Regions from separate parts of the Mus musculus genome. Here regions 1, 3 and 4 are each linked to region 2. The links are chromatin contacts, called in public promoter capture Hi-C maps. All regions are on one chromosome and are shown on one strand. Each heading gives the region's core, a stretch centred on a gene start, on an enhancer-like site or on the middle of the called end of the contact. The rest is flanking DNA. Distances are from core to core; before and after follow the strand shown. Region 1 holds the start of Prxl2a (peroxiredoxin like 2A). Region 2 holds the start of Ccser2 (coiled-coil serine rich 2). Region 3 holds the start of Sh2d4b (SH2 domain containing 4B). Region 4 holds the start of Tspan14 (tetraspanin 14).

Region 1 (3,333 bases), core at 778-3,277, 4.0 Mb before region 2:
CAGACTCTTAGTATCCCCCACCCTAGAATTCTACTGCTCATAACCAGATGGCATTAACCATAATCATTAACCATCAAGTTCTGAGTGTCCATGTCTCCAAGAACTGGCTTTCTGTTTTAATTACAGTAGCAACCCCTGGGAATCCTCACCTTTAGCCAATGCTCCTATTTCAGGCCAGATACATAGTAAGAAATGAGGTGCATGTTAGAAAAGTCTTCTGAGAGTGGAGGTGAATTGGCATTTTATAAGCACACTCACGCGGTACCGAATTACACTAAATCTTTTCTGTGAAAGGTCAGATCTCTCAGGCTAATGACCACTCTCAGCTTAGACCTTTTCTCTTTCATGAACCTCCCCAGTATATCTGGGTGCTATTCCAGGACCAGGCTCTGGGATCCCAGCAGGGAAACAAAGATGCATATACTATGGCTCAGGAAAGCTCCCTCAACAGACTCTCTGAGTTGAATCCTGCCATATATTTATATGGAATGTGAGGTTGGAGGAAGATCTGGAAAGCCTTTGGATACTAGGTGTTTCCCAGGTGAACAGGGTTGGGGGAACACTGCTCAGAGATGACCGACCATCTCCTGGGTTTGGGATATGGCTCAGCAGGTAAAAGCACTGATTTCAAACCCTTGGTATCAGTAAAAATCCAGACTGATTGCAAGAGTACAGGCTTGGAATCTCAGGGCCTTGGTGGGCAGAAATAGAAGGCTCCCTGCAGCTTGCTGCCTACCAGCCTAGCTCCAGGTTCTGAGTATCAGAAGTACATCATTCCGATCTATCAGGAGGCACAAGGACTCTGCTCTTTCCCAGCTGTCAGATAACGCGTATTTGTCTCTGTTTACCATAGGGTGGAAAGTTAGTTGACTGCTGGAATAGCTAATTTTATGTCAACCTGACACAAGCTGGAGTCTGGAGAGGAGGGACTGAGAAAACGCCTTCATAAAATCAGAATGTAGGCAAGCCACCAAGCAGCACCCTTCCACAGTCTGTTTATCAGCTCTGTTGCCAGGTTTCTGCCCTGTTTGAGTTCCTACCCTACTTCCTTCAGAGATGGGCTATGATGTGGAAGTGTAAGCCAAATAAGCCCTTTCCTCTCCAATTGGTTTTTGCTCGTGGTATTTCATCATAACAATAATAACCCTAATTAGGGCAGCTCCTGACTACCTACATAACAGGAAAGCAGGGCGGGGTCTCCATCCCCATCCCCCACCCCACCCCCTTTTAACTTTTTGTCTAGGGTAACACACAGTTCTACAAGATAGTAAAATAAAAACTGTCTTACCCTCCTTAGTCTCTTGAATTTGTTATTACATAGCAAGAGTCTTGCTTCTTACAGTGAGAAACATGAGGGGAAGGTAAAGATGTACTAGGACAGCCTAGTCCTCTGGCCAGGTGTCAAGTCCCACACAGGTGGATACCCCCAATGCACACAGGACAGATGACCACTTCTGACCAGCGTGCCTGTCTGGCTGCTGTAATACTTCTTTGCAAACTGCTCTGTGATCTCTTTCTGACTGTCTCCCACTCCCCCACCTTTAACTATTCTGTGAGTTAATCCTGTTTCTTTTGACTACAGCTTTGATACGACAGTAATGAACACTTATTACAGGAGTGAGAAAAATGGGTAAAAGCCAGGCATGGCGGTGCACGCCTGTGATCCCAGCCCCTGGGGAACTGTGGCAGGAGGATGAACAATTCCAGACCAGTCTGAGCTACATTAAGCAACCAACCACGTTAGAGTATTAAGACAAGCCTGTCACAGGGTTGCTCAAAGAAGCTAGAGGAGCTGGTATTATCCTTAGAGCCAGTTCTCAGCTGGTTTTCTTCATTCTAATAACCAGCATTTGGGGGTGAAGATGGACGCTGGGACATCTACCCCACAAAGCCACGCTAGTTCCAAACTAGCTCCGTGGAAATCAGCGAGCAAAGAAGTGCCCGAAGGCGACCCAGTTCTACCCAGTCCCCAGTCTGGAGCTGCGGGGGCGTGTCTGTCACGTGAAAGTGGCGTGGTGGCGTAGGCGCTGAGCTGCGCAGGCGCGGGGAGACCTTAGTCTCACCCGCCCTCAAAACTGCACTACAACCGAGGAGGCACCTGCGTCCGCTGGCGCAGCTCAGGGGCCAGTGAGGTCCACGGAGGCGGGGTCCTTGGGGCGCAGGTGAGGATCGAGGCAGGCCAGGGACCGCGGAGACTAGATGCTGGATAGAGGATGTGACCCGATCCTCTCCAGGTACCGCTCTCCGATGTGCCCTCAGCCCACCACAGCGATCAGGACAGACTCCACGCTTGGGGCCCAGAGACCCCTGTCCCGGAATGGCGCTGGCGGCACCCAGCAGTCTGAATCGTTGGGACAGAGGACAGAAAAACTCTTGCCCACCCAGATGTTTGAATTGTTGGGACAGAGAACTGAAGGAAAAAAAAAAAAAAACAAAAACGTTTGCCCACCTCTCAGGAAGGGGCATCCACCCAACATGGGCTAGGCTGAAGGCTGCCAGGGGTGGCCGTGGCTATCCAGTTTCGGTATTGGGGTGTCCTGTGAGGAAGTCTCTGAGATACCTGCTCCTCCTTCTCTTCTAAGGGTTACAAACCTTTGCCTTAGAAAGCTCCGTTGTAAATTTCAAACCGCTGCTGAGGTGTGGTAATGAGATAATCAGAGCTCCAGGACAGCCCATCCTCCGAATTGTTAGGTTGTTGGAGTTGGTGAAAATGGCCCAAGGGAGAGCAAAGTTAAGGTCCAACCTGGCAGGGTTTGCATGGGAAGGTGACAATCCGAGTCTCGCTGCCACCGTGCCTCCAATGTTTTCACAGCCCTGTTACCTAGATTTTTGGTTTTATTTTTACTTCAACATTTCTTGTCTTGGAACTTGGTAAATGATTTATGTGAAAAGAAAATACTCATTGGATGTTTTGTTTCGAGACAGGGTTTCTCTGTGTACCTCTGGCTATCCTGGAACTCATTCTGTAGACCAGGCTGGCCCCAAACCCAGAAATCCTCCTGCTTGTCATGGAGCCCTGCTAATAGAATCTGGGTCCTCACAAGATACTCATCAGAAAATCCTTTGTTTCAAATATTTGGGGTGATCAATGAGTAATCCAGAAATAAGTAAGAATTTAACATCTCTGGCAGTCTTTGCAAAGAGCTTATAGCATCTTCAGTGATTCATCTCTGTAGAAGGTGATTAGGAAATTGTTCCCATTTTGCTAATGTGAAACATGGCTGGTCCAGGCTCATGCAACTTGGTTCTTCTCGTCCGACCTTTCCTTGGTGTCCTTCCTTATAAGGGATGGCATTTACCTGAGACCCTTTGTGTTGTCCCTGAAGGGGTACA
Region 2 (3,375 bases), core at 117-2,616:
CCTAGCTCCCAAGGACAAGCTGTGGAGAGCCACTTCTTTTCCATCTCTCAATTTAGATTGTAGCGTAAAGTCCAAAGCATATTTAGCAACCTCATCGCATGAGTGTTGTGTTTGAATCTGAGGTCTGGAACTGGTGTTTGCTCTCTTAATGATTTACTTAATCTAAAAAGAAACATACTGCATGAAGCCCTAGTCTTTTCCAGCACTTTAAAGATACACATTATCATCCACAAAATTAAGTCTCCCTATCATTATTCTATTGACCAATTAAAGAGACAAGTAATAATGAAACAGGTAAAAAGGAAATTTACTCATTATGGCCACATAGGGAATTGGAGGAAGCAAAAGGGTACAGTTATCACCAAGTCCACCGTCAGGAGTACTGACCAGAGGTTTAAGTCTATATAGAGAGCTAGAGATAGTTGTAAATTGAGCACTCCTGCCTGGTTAAGGTGTGATAGGACTGACCTAGCACTGTTTCGGCTCACTCCGGTCTATCTTGCAAAGTGGTCTGAGAAGTTGTCAGAGCTACGAATCCTGGGAGGCAAGCTCCTTCTCTGGATAGCGCTAGGCCTTCAGTGTTGTTTCCATTTCTCCAGGATGAAAATACCTAAAATTTAAAACATTATTTGGAGTATAATGTTTCAACAGTCTGATGGCCTGAGGGGCGCTAGTGTCTCCTCCCCTACCACAGTGGTTATGTTAGTGGTCTGGAGGACAGGTGGAGACTTTCCAAGTTCTCTTTCAATATTATTAATTTCAGTTGAGCTGTTAGGGCTAGTGAGGAGACTAGGCAGTCTAGGGTCAGATAAATATCACCGTCAATGCTTTTAATAGACAGCCAGATACTGAAGGCTTTCATGATGGTGACTCTCAACGACTTGTCTGACCATCTAGGAAGGAGGGAGAGATGGCATTTGGAATGGGATTGGGATCCACAGCCTCATAAAATAGCTCCAATTCTCAGCTCTCAGTGTTTTATCGCAATCTCCGCTCAGATTCAGTATGCACGGCTGAGGCATAGCCAGCCACAGTCAGGCCAAAACAAGACGTAAAGTGGGGAAGTCATGCTTGCTCCAGTGTTCAGATCACTCCTGTCAGACTGGAGCCGGAGCTGACAGGTTTGGTTGTGGTCAAGCTGCACATTTGAATCCAGCCAAGAGACCGGAGTGAAAGGTTCAAGCCAGGAAAAGACCTGAGTCAGGGGGTAAAAAGGCAAGGTCAGTGGATCAGGGCGGAGCCTGCGAACGGCTGGCGCGAGGTTGGGGCGGGCCCGGAGGCGGGGTCTAGTCCAGTGAGACTCGCGCCTGCGCAAGGACAGACCGGGAGGCGGGGCCGCGCACGCGTAGTGCGAGGGCCCTGGAGGGCGGAGTCCAGGAGGGTGCCGGCCTAGGGAGGGGGCGCGGCGTCGGTGAAGTCCGGCGCTCCCGCAGGCCGAGGAGGCGATGCTGGCTGCTGCGGGGCAGGCGGCTGGACAGACCGGGATGTGACGGAACTGCCTCTCGCCTCTCTCCCATCCTCGGGCGGGCAGGTCGCTGGGCGACCGGCAGCCGGGCCGCGGCCGAGGAGGCAACGCGACCTCCGCACGGTGAGAGTCGGGGGTCAGGGCCGGGGTCTCGGGGCGCCCGAGGCTGCCTGGCTCCGGGGCGCAGCGCGGGCGGACGGAGGGCCGGGTGTCCTTGGCCAGCAGCGCTCTGGGACGACCCTCGGAGCCCCCGCCCCCTCTCCCGAGCCGCCTGCTGTGCAGCGGGCAGGCCGGATGCCCCTGCTCGGTGGTGCTGTGACGGGAAGGGGCCGCGGGATGCCCGGGCTGCAGCCTTCCTGCACCGGGAAATCAGGGCGAGGCAGAGATGCCCTGGGATTTCAAAGCCTGGATGCTCGCGTTGGTGAGGGAAAGTACCTGAGAGCCCGGAATGAGTGGGATTTTTTTTTTTTTTTTTTTTTTAAATCACTGAGTCAAAACAAAGACACGCCCTAAAACACGTCTTGAGAACTTTGGTGGATTACGGGGCGTCTGTAGGTTCAGGTGCTTTACGCCCCTCCTCTCCCTCTTTTGGACGTCTATTTTTATACATTTTTTTTAAAAATGTACCTACTTTCTTGACAAAGTAAAGGGAGGGGGCAATCCATTTGAGGTGGTCGTTGCTCGTAAAGCCTGATTTTGAATTTCAATAATTGCAAATTCATCTTTGCTGGCTACCTAGCCAATTAGGTTTGCTGATCATAAAATAGGCCTTAGCCATGGAAATGACTAGTGCACAGACTCTTCGCCGTTCAAGATTGGAATGCCCTGTTTCACTTAAGGAGAGAGAAAAACCAGGTGGTTCACGCCTTTATCCTGGCATTCAGGACGCAGAGGCAGGTGGATTTCTGTGAGTTCCAGGCTAACCTAGTCTACATAGCAAGCTTCAGAATAGCAAAAACTACCTGGACCTTGTCTCAAAAAACCCAAGCTGGGGGAGGACGGTTATGAATGAGAATAAGCATTTACCTTTTTTTTTTTTTTTCAGAGTAGCCGTTTGAAAAAGCATTTTTTTTGGGGGGGTCAAGAACATTAAGTATTAGTGAGACATATGTATTTAGACAGTTGATTAAAGTATCATCATTTAGATTAAAAAACTGGAATCAAATTTAATGCAAAGGATAACTATAAAGTATGCGTTAAAATGTATAGTGTATAATTGGTAAGGGATGTAAACGTTGATGAAGGGTTTGCATTGGATGAAGTCAGTCTTCTTTCCAGACTTTATTAATGTTTGTCTCTCTTAATTTGTTAGAGTGCATTGCTCTTCTCTTATATGGTGGTTTTCTTCCTTGTTCTCAGCAACACTGACCTCAGTCTCTAGGTTAAAAATACTTAACAACCCTTAACCTGTAATTTGTTCTGTTTCTTTAATACGTCATAACAAGAAAGCCAGAAGCCGCCCTTCGCGCAGGAACTTTTTTATTCTACCTTCCCTCAGGTAGAATCTTTTTGCTTGTTGCCATATTGCTTTTACTATTGTGGGTGAAGAAGAGAATTTTAATTTCATGGTTAGAATTCCTTCAGTCTTTTCCAGTTTCTGGTGCTTGTCTGCGTTCTCGTTTCGTCTACAGTTACACATGTCCTCTCCATGGGACTGTTTGCAGTTCACAGACGATGGCATCTTCCTTTGTTTCCTGGGTCCAGAATTGTCTTCCTAGTAAACATCTTGCATCCCCGCTAGAGCATTGAGCTTGAGTCTTGTCTGGGCATTTCATCTCTTGTTTTCACTGCTCCAGCAGCACCAGGCCACGCTGCACTGAGCAGTTCATCAATTAGGAGTTAACGATTTGCTGATATAGGTCTTCCCCAGGCTTCTGAGTTTCTTCTTATGTTTGCTGCTACAGCACATA
Region 3 (3,622 bases), core at 69-2,568, 3.9 Mb before region 2:
TCCCCCGCAAACAGAGCCTCAGTAGCACTAATGGAGTAATTTCTCCTATTCGTTTACAAATCCCAGGACGCCACTGCTTTCAAAGGCCTGGAACCATTCCTCTGCTTTTAATAGTGTTTTCTCTGCCTTCTATCCTGTTCTTTTAAGAATCTGGGGACACAGAGGCTAGATGTCCTTCCTGCCTTTGGTTCACCAGTGTCCCAATTTGCTTCCCTATTGCCTGGGATAAAACGCCGACCAAAACCGGCTTGAGAGAGGAAAAGGGACTGGCCTGAGAGGAGGGTGTCTGGCTGCCACATTCGTTTTTGACCCTGTGGGCTTAACTGGAGAGACTCCGCTTGGTTCTGCTTACTTTTGTGTCAGTCTTGCAGAGAGAGACAGATTCAGACTCCGGGTCTCTACCATTTCTCTTGGTTTCCGGATCCCTCTTCCATCCCTAGGGAAGTGGAGAAACTGATACCACCAATCCAACCTGCTCACAGTGCCAGATCTTGCCTGTTTTCTCCGGATAGGGTTGCAGCTTTAAACTACGAAGAGGATGTCAAATTTGAAATCTGGGTGGAGCGCTGCTGCGGCAGCCTACTGGCTGCATAGCCCGAGGCATGCACTACCTTCCTGGGCTTTCCTGTCTGGATAAAAGGACACCTATGAACAGCTCTGCAAGCAAGCTTATTAGAAAGGGAGCCTCGGGTCTCAGCAAGAGCAGCTCCTACCCACCTCAAAGCAGAAGCCTGGACATTTGTATTAAAGCAGACTAGCAAGGACTTGGACAACAAAGATATCAACAACAACCTCCCAAATGGCCCACTGGGGAGGCCTGTCTTTAAGCACATGCAGAGTTTAAAAGTCTGCTCTAGGGAAAGGAAATGATGTCATCTTTATGGTCATGAGCACTGTGGTAAGGTAATAACCCCTACATTTCTTCTACTGATTCCATTTTGTTCGCCAGTTTGAATCCAAAACAGATAGGAGGGAAGGCATTTCCTCCCCAAGGCACTTTAAGAAGTAATAACATTATCTTCCAGGTGCCCTGAAATGAGGAAGGTTGCTCATGGTGAAGCAGATACAGTTGTGGCACCTGGGGTCCCAGAAGCTTTTGAAAGTTGCATAGGCCTCTGACATTGGCTCAAAAGACATGGAATTAGTAGGCAAACAACTTCTTCCCCACCCCCTCTTATCTGCAGGGGAGGGATCAGTTCTCAGCTGGCCGGGCCAGTGTCACTGATACAGCTGGTGTCATTGTTACCTTCCACTAACAGATCACTCGACACCTCCCGACCCAGGTGGATTTGGGTCTGAGCAGATGTTTGGAGCCTTATTGTTGTAGAAACCCCAGGTGAAGCCACAACACTGCTGAAATGTGGTAATTTAATGATAAGTGATCTTAATAGGAAGCCAGGACTAGACAGCTCTCTGCCTCTGCTACCTCTCAGAGCCCCTTGGTTCTTGCTGCTTGGGTGAATAATGCTGTCCTGGCCGATATGAATCCATCATTGGCTGGGAGCTGAGACAGGACAAAGATGCTGTCCAAGGAGAGGTCATCTGGAGTGACTCCAAAGTGAGGAGCTAGGGCAGAATTGGCTCAAGGCGCTGGCCTGGCCCAGGGATCTTGTGTAGCCTTGGAGTTCTGACTGGCTGCACTCCGGTGTGCGTCCCCCACAGCATCATGCTGCAGCAGATCCTGCAGGACATGTACATCGACCCGGAGCTGTTGGCCGAGCTCAGCGATGTGCAGAAGCACATCCTCTTCTATAAGATGCGAGAGGAGCAGCTGCGGCGATGGAGGGAACGGGAGGCGTGGGATGCCCTGGCTCAGGCAGAGGGCCTGAGGCCCGCAAAGGTCAAGAGAGGTATGTGGCTTGGGGGTGGGGGTGGGGGGCGGGTCACCAAATCTTAACTAATAATGAGAAAGTTAACGAGTCAAGGCTGGGTTCTCCTTTCGTATGGGCACTAGTGTGATAAAGACTGGGGATTTGGAAGCCTTGTGCTGGGGCCTTTAGTCCCACTAGCTTGGGTTTCCAACCAGGATTATAGAAGAATGTGGCAGGGACTATGCAGGACTCAGATGGGCTGGGGAAGTGTAGACTTCCTCACTTCAAAGAAGGCGCTGTGGAATCTGATGCTTGACAATTGCATGGTGCATAACAGAGACCATTGTCTTCTTTCTTTTTCTGATTCTGGGAATTGAGTCTGAGGCTTTGTGTACTCTACTAGTAAGGTATATGCCCAGACCAAGGGCATATTCTCTACCCTTGAAAGACCCACAAAGTGAGGACTCTCCCACGTTCTGACTCAGGAGAGGCGACACCCCAAAATCCCCCACAAGAAACGGTCTTGTTGCAAACTGCAAGAGGATTTTTATTCAAGAGCGCTCTCCGGCCCACAGTCATACACCACGCAGGGGTAGAGGACCACGGCGGCCCGAGTAGCTGGGTAAGGGGGTATTTAAAGGAAGAAACCACAACTCAAGGAAGTGGGGAGGGCGTTGTTGGAAGATACCAAAGATACCAGTTAAGAGTCACAAGGAATACCTGGTAATTGTTAACTCTCAAGACAGCTTCTAAGAGCCCCTAACTATAGCACATTTGCATTGCAGGTTCTGGTAATGGTCAGGGTGACTTTCTTTGAATGAGCACTCTTTGAACCCAGGAAGTGGGTGGGTGGAGGAATGTCGCTATCTGTTTTATGATTAGCATACCTTTACAAAGGCCACATTCCCAAGCCTGGGCCTAAAGGCCTAGAATTCTGTTTTTACTTTGTTATACTTTCACCCTCAATAGCAGTTCTAGTCAGAATACATTGAAGATAACTAGGTCCTTCCTCCCTGGCATATAGACTCTGATTCTCAGCTTAGGTCTCTACTCTATATCACAGCCCACAGTGTACTCCACAGCCCACGTCTTCATGTGAGAGGATGCTGTGGGTTGTGTTTATAGTCCCACTGCGCATCTGCCAGAAGGATGCCAGAAAATTTCCTCGCATAATGAGTCATCATCTCCAAATGGCAATAGCAACTTCCGGCAAGAAGCAAAGACCCAACCTGTCTTTCAGGTACTTTATATTCAAAGTCATTTGTCAGTTAAAGCCATGTACTGGGGCTAACAGACCTACTTGGGACCTCTAGCCAGCATCAGGTGTGCTAAGGCACCTTGCACATTCTAGATTCTGCTACGGAGACTAGCTTTTGTGTATGTTGTACACACTTTATGGTCCCTTTGAAAACATTACAATAAAGTAAATGCAGAGTCACCAATAATGTGCTGGTGTTGCATACATTAAGTACAGAGATCAATGAAGCATTTTCTCTTGGTGTCATTTAATCAAGAGTGAGCCCAGATTTGAATCTTCTATATCTCTGCATCTTTCATTGCCCTCTGTCTGTTGTATGGGTCTGATTATGTGCCTGCCTGAAGGCTGTCTTGTGAATCTGTTTGTCCCTGTCTCTCTGTAGGTGTGTCTGTCCCTAACAAAGAGTTTGTCCTCTCTTTTATTGAAAAATGCAGAAAGCATCACATGGGGAAAGGAATAATGGGTTCTTCATGGAAATCTTTAACAAAGTGTTACAAGAGCTTAAGTCACCGACCCTAACTGACCCAGATAACAAAGAGTATTACAAACATTG
Region 4 (3,437 bases), core at 615-3,114, 4.0 Mb before region 2:
CGCCATTTCAGTTTCAAACTTCCTCCATACTTGGCTTGGATTAAGGTAAAAGTTTAATTGGCTCACTGCTTTTAATTTTTGTCTGACAACTACTACATCTACTCTTCTCACAGCAGCAAATTAGAATGCTGGTCTTTTCCATAAACCCTTCAAAGGCTTAACTAAACAACAACAACAAAACAAAAACAAAAAACAACAACAAAAGATACTCAGTCCTTTGACACAGTGTGTAGGCCTGTTCTGTCCTGGTCTTGATCTTCACTCCATCCCCAGTAGCCTGACAATAGCCATCTAGTTTTCTTTGAGCTCCTTGACGCATCAGAGCGTGGCTCTTATCAAAGCCTTGGCACCTCTGCTCTCCACTTGTACTTTCTGGACCAACTGCCACCCCTACCCCCCACCCCCTCTTCTAACTCTTCACTCCTTTGCTTTCAGTTTCAACATCAATCTCTCTCTCACCTTTCCCTTCCACATGCTCACTTTATCCCTGGGCTTTTGTCTTGTCTCAGCATTGATTTCATCTTGAAATGATTTGTCTTTTCTACTAAACAGTAACTATGTGGAGGGAGAGGTTTCAGGCTGCTGCACTCCCCAGGATAATTCAAGACCTGGTGCCCACACATCAGACACCCAATCATGCATTTTGGTTAGTTAGAGGTGACAATATGGACAGGTTTCCTTGCCAGAGAGGTCCTTGAGCTATCTGGCATATTCTAGAAACAGGCTACATCCCCATTGTTAAATAACCACAACTAGCAGCAGAAAGGTACATTCTATTTCCAGATTTTCTTTTTCTCTTTACAATGAACTTAACCTGTTGGCTGCGTGTGTTAAAAACATAGCCCCAGTCTTATGCCACTTTTGTATAGCCCAAGAGGAGCAGATCTGTCCCTCAGCTCCCGCAAATCTACACGAGTTTACCAAGCAGGACAAGGTTATGCTTTGCTCTATTGACAAGCAGATCTAGGCTGGGACGAGATCGGCCTTTTTATCACAGCAGTGTGGACAGCACTGTAAATCTATCTGCCTGTCCTGTGACCTTCCACTTCCAAGAATCAGCCCAGCCATCTCCTCAGCATAAAGGTGATGAGCAAATCTCAGCAGGACATCCAAAGGAAGCTTGGTATTTTTAGCACCGAGACTGGAAGGAGCGAGTGTTTACGGCTCAGCTGTAAAGAAATCTCAACCACCGTTTCTAGAAAACTACCCGCACACACTGGCTCCCAAGGCTGGGCAGGAATGCCTTCCATCTTAAAACCAGCCATTTCACCAATCTTCTTCCACCTCTCAGCCACCTCGAGCATCCCTTGACACAGGCATCTTGTAACTCGCATTTCTCCCTGGCTCGGCTCCCGCCGGGTTAAGAGCTAATACCAGAGGAGCATTTGCGCGGCGTAACTTGGCCGAGCGCTCAACTCTGCGGCCACAAGCGATCGACTTCGCCAGCGTCCGGGAGCCACAGAGAGGGCGGAACCGGGTAAATCCCGTTTGGGGCACCGCCCAGAGCCGGACAAAGGGGCGGGTCAGCGATCCGCCTCATTACCTATGGATGACCATTTGTAGGGCGGGGTGCACGGTAGGGGGTGGAGCACGGCGACCCGGGGGCGGAACACAGGCGGGGCGTAGAGAAGGCGTGGTGATCAATGTGGGAGGGGCAATCAGCGGTGGGATGTGGGCTGATAGCACAGTGGGGCGGAGCGAGCGGTGAGAGCCAGGCCTGGGTGGGGGGGAGGAGCGAAAGATGGGGCGGTTCCTGCATGGGGAGGAGCAAAGAGCGGGGGCGGGGCTTGGGTGCGCCAGACGCACTGGGCGGCTGAGCGGTGCGAGGAAGCGGCGCCTCTTTTTTCGCCGCGGCCCCGCCCCTCCGCGCCCCGCCCCCGCCGCTCGGACGGCCCGAGTCGCGCCCTCCCGCTCGGAGCTGCTGAACTTGCTCTAACTTCCTCGGCCAACCGGGCCGTGCTGCCGCCGCTGCTGCCGCGCCCGGGTAAGTAGAACGCGTGGCCTCGCTGAAGCGTCGGGCCTGTCTTTATTGTCTCGGGCCGGCCCTCGTGAGCGTCCTCTCGGGACAGCGGCTGCTCCCCGCGTTCCTGCTCGGCCCCTGGACTCCCTTGGCTGGCGGGGGCGGCCCCGCGGGTGGCGCGGGCTTTGTCTGCTGAGACCGCCCGCGAGCTCTGGAGGCCGCGGCCGGGACCCCGCTGAGCCGAACTGGGGCGCTGTATCGAGTGGGAGGCGCGGCGGGCTACCCGGAAGGTGTGTCTGCTCCCGGCTGCTGCCTGGGCTCTGTCGGTCCTCACCTGCGAACCCAGCGGAAGGCTCTTTATTCAGCTCCGGTCCCGGATGAGGGGACGGTCGCCCAGCCCCCACCCACCCTGAATGTGCACGCTGTCGCGGGGTCCCACGCTGTCCGGCAAGAGTTTAAGGAGGTGGCGATCCTGGCTTCTCGGTGCTAGTCGCTAAAGGCTGTGTTTGGGAGCAGAGCCCGACCCCTGACCTAGCCCGAGGTTTGGCCAAGTTGTGATTCTGGCTCAGCCTAGGTTGGAGCTCCTGTATTCCCTTCCCTCCCGGGCGTGCAGTGCAGAGGGTGGGCAGAGTGCACATTTGGGGACTTCGGCCCCTGAACCACTGAAACTCCTGTCTGGAGGACTGAAACTTGGTCTCCAGTGAGAGGCAGTCAGAATCCTCAGAACTCAGTGTCTTCAGCCAGTGCCTGCCCGGAGCTGGTTGCAGAGCCACGGTGACTGTATCAGGACACTGGTGTTCTGGGACATCGAGATGTGTTGGGCAGCGTGTGCAGGACGCTGGGCTGGAGCCTGTAGCAGGTGTGATCTCAGCTCTCTAGGTGGTCACCCCAACGGACTGGTGGATTTAGGTCAGTTGCCTGCCAAATCCTACACAGTTGTGGCTGTCAAGGGACAGTTTCCACACAGCCCCTTGGCTTCTGAGTAGAAGTTGGTGCCTGCTGAGTGCTTCCTTATTTATGAAAGGAAATCTGGGGCCCCACATTCTAACAGCTCAGAGGTTGCTGGAGACACCCTTTCTCTCAAAACTCCTCCTGGGCCCTAAAACCCTTAGAATGAAGCCCAGACTTCTGCTCTCTGGCTCCTCCCTTAGCTGTCCCCAAGTCTTTTTTTTTTTTTTTTTTTTTTTTTTTTTTTGGTGTCAGGGTCTTGTGTAACCCAGGGTTGCCTTGAATTCATGATTCTTCTCAGTCTCTTGAGGTGGAAACCTATGTCACTAGATGTATTTTACCCTTACTGTGTGTTTGTTATACACCTTTAGTTGATGACTGGCTTGATAGCATCCCTTTCTGCATTTCTGGGTCTCCTTCTTGGATCACCTAATGTGTTTCAGAGACTGGGGTGCTCTGGGCTACAGCCCATACTTTCTGGGCTCACATCTGCAAGCCTTGTGTGCTGGGCCTACAGTAGGTGCTCAGT

What was found. Promoter capture Hi-C pulls out the DNA fragments that hold promoters and counts their contacts.
Region 1: a contact with region 2 is called in a promoter capture Hi-C map of pre-B cells. The contact joins the promoter of Prxl2a here to the promoter of Ccser2 in region 2. A contact is called at or near these places in 4 of 39 promoter capture datasets (cranial neural crest, liver, maxillary cranial neural crest and 1 more).
Region 3: a contact with region 2 is called in a promoter capture Hi-C map of cranial neural crest. The contact joins the promoter of Sh2d4b here to the promoter of Ccser2 in region 2. A contact is called at or near these places in 2 of 39 promoter capture datasets (cranial neural crest and pre-B cells).
Region 4: a promoter capture Hi-C map of pre-B cells shows a contact between it and region 2. The contact joins the promoter of Tspan14 here to the promoter of Ccser2 in region 2. A contact is called at or near these places in 2 of 39 promoter capture datasets (cranial neural crest and pre-B cells) and 4 of 484 Hi-C or Micro-C datasets (the Ba/F3 cell line, the MNK3 cell line, natural killer cells and 1 more).

Annotation. Positions count from the first base shown.
Region 1 is chr14:41,012,527-41,015,859 of GRCm38.p6, reverse strand. Prxl2a (peroxiredoxin like 2A) reads left to right here and starts at 2,027. Exons shown (of 6, transcript NM_027464.4): 1 at 2,027-2,162.
Region 2 is chr14:36,966,755-36,970,129 of GRCm38.p6, reverse strand. Ccser2 (coiled-coil serine rich 2) reads left to right here and starts at 1,366. Exons shown (of 11, transcript NM_027045.1): 1 at 1,366-1,588.
Region 3 is chr14:40,891,010-40,894,631 of GRCm38.p6, reverse strand. Sh2d4b (SH2 domain containing 4B) reads left to right here and starts at 1,318. Exons shown (of 8, transcript NM_177816.4): 1 at 1,318-1,850. The coding sequence starts at 1,667.
Region 4 is chr14:40,965,323-40,968,759 of GRCm38.p6, reverse strand. It overlaps Tspan14 (tetraspanin 14), which reads left to right and starts at 1,864. Exons shown (of 9, transcript NM_145928.2): 1 at 1,864-1,984.